2 separate regions of the Mus musculus genome follow, and region 2 is linked to region 1. Evidence: chromatin contacts called from public Hi-C data. All regions are on one chromosome and are shown on one strand. The core of a region is the stretch at or near the end of the contact, and the rest is flanking DNA. Distances in the headings are between cores, read along the strand shown. Region 1 overlaps Sox6 (SRY (sex determining region Y)-box 6). Region 2 overlaps Sox6 (SRY (sex determining region Y)-box 6).

Region 1 (2,516 bases), core at 10-2,509:
AAATGTGTATGTTATTGATGGATGAGAGCCAGTAAAGATTTACTGTATTTAGAGATTTTGTCCATATGATTCTGGTAAAAGTTAGTACCATGGAGAAACCTACTATGCAAACTATGTATATTTGTGTTGACAATATAAAAACCATGTGGATGTATGTGAGGATTTTTCTGTCTCACAGGTAGAAGATCCTCATTTCTTTGCTACAGTAGCTCATGTATCTCATTCAAATAATAAACACAGAAACTTTTTTGATGTAGCATTTGGGGTGGTGGAGAGAGAGAGAGAGAGAGAGAGAGAGAGAGAGAGAGAGAGAGAGAGGAGAGAGAGAGAGAATAAGAAGAAAGGAGAGAGGAGACAGGAAGACACTTAGGAAAGGTGACCATGGATGTGGCAATTCTCGTCCTCCCTTCCTCCTCCTCCCACCTTCCTCCTCCTTCCACCCCCTTGCTTATATATGTACATAACCAAAACCAATGGAAAAACTTAGGCCTTCTGAATATTTGACATGTCAGATCCAATTTTTTTTTATCAGTGGGTTTGTTCTGTAGTCTCATTATAGCATTTGTATGTCTGACACGGAGACTATTTTTTGCAGTGAATAAGAGAGCCATCACTTAATTCTTCTTTGATGGTGGCTTAAGGTATTAACACCACTCTTTCCTCCATGCTCCTCTTCAGGTGCTGCCTTTCCAGATTATAAGAATGATTTAAATCAATTATCATTGAACTAGCTACTGGGATTCCAGAATGAATTTTGTTCTTTCTGAAACAGGTTTGGTTTCTCTCCATGCATTTAGCCAGAGAATGATGGTTAAGGAAAAGAAACTTAAAAAATAGAACACTAAAATAGCCAGCCTTCCAGGCACTTAAGAATAGGACATTTAAATCTTCATACATATAGCCAAGCAAAATGTGCACATCTCTTTGTTTTTAGACGAGCATACTACTAATATTCTACTGTAGAATAAATCTGTGGTTCCCTTGAAGGACCAGTATAGTCAGTCACTTGGTGAGAAAGTAGCTAACAGTCTATAGAGGAGCAGGACAATTCCATTTGTGGTTTTAAGCGAGTCATTGTTTCATTTGGAGAATGTAAAAGTAGCTAACAGTCTATAGAGGAGCAGGACAATTCCATTTGTGGTTTTAAGCGAGTCATTGTTTCATTTGGAGAATGTAAAATCGGTGACTGAGCTTGTTCCCTTTGTAAGGGACACACAGTGACACACGGAAGCTTATGAGTGCTTCTGACAGATGTGTTGGCGGTTTGCCACAAGCTAAGGGTGCGGTCCTGACTGACAGCTTGCAATTATGTTATGATGAATGGTTCTGATGTGTGTTCAAGAGAAAACCACTTTCTAGAGAGTGAAAGTCATACATACGGTTCCTATAAAATCAGCTCAAATAAAGTATGGTAACTCTCTATTTTGTTTAGCATTTTGGTGGGCTAACCAATTTGAGCATTCCTCTTTCCACAGAAGTCTCTGTTTTTGATAAAACAAGGATGCAATCCAATTTTTTTTTTGTGGGTGGAAATAAATTTGATACCTTTTTTTGGCACCAGAAATACTTTATCTGCATTTTTGACAAAGCTGACATGTCCAAGGAAATCTTTACCTCTCACATAAACTCTTAAAAATATATATATGTTCTGTGGTGTACCTATAAGACTTTTGAGTCAAGCATTCAAAAAGAAGTTGCCTCTTCGGACCAACTAACTTTTTAATAAGTTCTGCTGTTTGTATTTCATTGAAGTTACTGTGATCAAATGATGTGGGGAGGCTGGCTTTCTGGGTCATTCTTATCTAATCTGATTTAAGTCAGATCAGACTCTAGTTTACAGTGTAGATTTTTCTAGAGTTAATATACTTATTGGTATAGAATTTTACTACTCAATGATAAGACTATACTATTTAAAATGTCTTGATTAAACTAGCTGTTATTTTCCCCATATATTGACAAAAAGTTGACAGGTTTCCCAAAATTAAGTCAAATAAAAATATTAAATTAAGTTGAGGTGGAGTTTTTAAAAAATACTTAAATTAAGTGGTTAAATTTGTTGCTTATTTTGAAAAAGTTAAGTTTCAGTTTGATTCTCTGAGAAGCTCAAAACACAATATTCTTGAAGCTAAGAAGGAATCTCTGTTAAGAAAATTAAAAAGCAACATAAAAATGATGAAATTTCAGTAAGTGCTTTACCATGTAAGAGAAGGTAGCACAATAGTTAAAATCTTCACAAAGTCAGACTACAACTAAGGCTTAAACACTGAAATTTCCAAAGGTCAGGGAAAAAAAAAGAAAGAGGGATAATTCATTTATCCCAAATTTCCTAAAACGGATTGCATTATCTTACTTCAGAGAAGCTAGTTAGGATTGTATAGATCTGATGCAATCTCAAAGAAAATTCTTAAGAATTTAAATATTTCAGCTTTGCAGTAGCCAGCTTTTGTCCTTTGAACTTGTTTTTCTCCAAGTCTCTTTGTGTGGATTAAGGTGTGCCATCTCTAGTATTGCAGGAG
Region 2 (2,516 bases), core at 8-2,507, 130 kb before region 1:
ATACTTACAAGAGAATCTTACTACACGGATACCTAGAAACTCTCCCTGGCCCTGCAGTTGCAGAATTCCCGTGGCGAGGGCATTCTCCACATGCCCACCATTATCTGATGTAATGAAAAGAGAAAGTGTGCAGCAGCGAGATTGTTAATTAATTTAGCCTAACAAGATGAAGACGAATGAAGCAGAGCACAGGATGAATGAAGGAAGAGGTCTTATTTACAATGTAATACATTTTTATATAATACAGATTTTACTTGGTTTAAAAATAGATCCCCCCAATACTATGAACAAAATCAATCCCCACCCCACCATTCCACATGGAGCTCCTGGCCTGACCTCACAGAAAGCAAGCCAGGGCTCCATATGGAAGACACTTCTCCAATGTGTAAACAGGGCTTTTCTTCTGCTAAGAATCCTACAGTAGTTAACCTTTAACTCCAGGGTTTTATTATTCCTGCTGCAGACAGAGGTGAGCACAAGCACAGAGACCTGGAAGCTTTTAGGTCTCTTGTCCTCCAGGTTGCCCCAGACATGCCGTCTCTGTTGTTTAATAATCATTTTATTTTAATTGTCTTTCACTAAAGGCAGGAATCTCAAGGGCTGGGGGGTGGGGTGGGCAGGGAGGAAAAGCTGTGTGCTTCTTACTTGCAGTTACACAGGGTTCTTAGACTCGCATTATTTTAAAGTCCCCCCTTCAGAGAGTAATGAGCTTTCTCCGGGATCTGACCTTTCGTCATTCCTGCTTTCTGCTCAGAAGTACTTCCTTCCTTCCTACTGTAGCTAGAAAAGACAGTCTCTTATCTCGAGTTACTGTAGGCAGTGGTGACAGGACTCCACAAATGGTGGTATTATGATCACTGTGTTTTTATCTCAGGGGTCAGGAACAAATGCATGCAACTGCTTCTAAGGATTTCAATAAATAGGACTTTTTTTTTTTTAGTCCAGACAATCGCCTTTTATGTTACTTTTAAACAAAGCTACTAGTCCATCAAGAGTTTGAAAAGAAAACAATTCCACAGAGTGCCGGTATGGCCACAGACCAATCATCATGGCACCCATTCTCAAGTCCTTTATTTTTCAAGTCCACAACAATAGGTTGTTGATTCAATGGACAAGACCAGAACAATTAAGTTCTCTGTTTAGCAGCAGTGCAGCATTTTAATGCCCTTCTCTAATAATGCTCTCATTATTGTTATTCTAAGACTGGGCCTCAGGAGGAGGAATATTTGCTGGAGGTACGTCATTATTTTGCAAATTTCGATTAGCTCATCATGTTGTCTGTAGTGTGAAAATCGTAGCTAATTAGGGCAGCCAGTTAGACGACCAGCTTTTGAGCTTATGAGTTAAAAGGTAGCATACTTGATAGGCCAGCGATGTGAAAAAGGTGGTAAAAAGGAGGATTAGAGCAGTTGCCTTAGTAACTCCAACTTCCATCTGGGAGGGAACAATGGACTTGTGTTTCTCCCCCACCTTGGTGTAAAAATTGGTTTTGTTTTGAAAGGACAGGGTTCTTTTTATGACAATCTGGAATTCAGCCCAACTGAGTGCAGTTTTAGTTGTTAGGAGAGACCATTGGGATAGGAAAGATGAAAAGGTCATGGTGAGCCTCAAGGACATGAAAGGTCGTTGTCTGGGGAAACAATGGTAGATTGTGTTCTTTTTTCTCCCTCTCTCTAATATTTCAAGCCAGCCAGCCCCTAAGTCAGGTGATGGGACAAATACCTACAGTTTAGTCAGGTGAAACAGGAGGAGGGGAGGATTTGGGGGAGAGAATTTGTACTATGCCAAAGAAAGAAAGGAAGAAAGAAGGAAAGAGAAAAAGAAAGAAAGAAAGAAAGAAAGAAAGGAAGAAAGAAAGAAGAAAAGAAAAGAAAGAAAAGAAAAGAGAAGGGAAAGGGCTGTCCCCAACCTGCTTCAGTTGAGAGAGTAGTATTTCTTTGTCACCGTCCTGAGATCCCAGTGTGCTCTGGATGGGTTGCCTCTGGGCCAGCACATCTCTGGGAACCTCTCCAGCGTGTGGAGCTTGATTTAAGCTTTCTCTTCGAGCTCCCGGAGGACCAGTGATGTGATACTTAACAATAAATTTAGTTGTTGTCGCTTTCTTGCATTATTGGTACCCTTAAAAGGTTTTCCTTAAAATGCACACAGAATAAAATGAATGATAAATATGAAAGAAATTTGTCTCCGCACTCCACAGGGTTTTACCATAAATTCTATGACTTCCATCACAGAAAGTTTACAGGAAACTGTTTAGATGTTGCTGCAATAGCAGTTCAATTTTTTTATGTACGTAAGAAAATGCCACAATTTTAGGATCTACTAGGGCTTTGTATATGGGGATGGTGATAGAAAAAGACTGAATACAGCACCATTTCTTTAAAATCCTCAAAGCCAAATCACCCTTCCCAGGGTCACAATACTTGTAGTTCAGTGAAATGAATGACTTCTCTTTTCCTTCTATATTAGTCTCTCTCTCTCTCTCTCTCTCTCTCTCTCTCTCTCTCTCTCTCTCTCTC

Evidence for each region. A called contact is a pair of places that touch in the nucleus more often than the background predicts.
Region 2: a contact with region 1 is called in a Hi-C map of the N1E-115 cell line, with 6 times the contacts expected there. The contact joins two enhancer-like sites. A contact is called at or near these places in 3 of 484 Hi-C or Micro-C datasets (the N1E-115 cell line, liver and nephron progenitors), 4 of 115 datasets of contacts at active chromatin or transcription factors (embryonic stem cells and kidney) and 3 of 9 other capture datasets (adipose tissue, embryonic tail and pancreatic islet).

The regions. Positions count from the first base shown.
Region 1 is chr7:115,733,079-115,735,594 of GRCm38.p6, reverse strand. The region is part of intron 4 of Sox6 (SRY (sex determining region Y)-box 6); the gene reads left to right. Among named protein-coding and RNA genes, the nearest start is that of Gm51455, 240 kb to the right of the region's middle. Within about 2 kb of position 1,259, at least 21 of the 459 cell types and tissues checked have an H3K27ac peak or open chromatin away from gene starts, as enhancers often do. A contact at or near this core is called in the N1E-115 cell line, where this site is marked.
Region 2 is chr7:115,864,907-115,867,422 of GRCm38.p6, reverse strand. All of the region lies in intron 2 of Sox6 (SRY (sex determining region Y)-box 6), which reads left to right. Among named protein-coding and RNA genes, the nearest start is that of Sox6os, 170 kb to the left of the region's middle. Within about 2 kb of position 1,257, at least 65 of the 459 cell types and tissues checked have an H3K27ac peak or open chromatin away from gene starts, as enhancers often do. A contact at or near this core is called in the N1E-115 cell line, where this site is marked.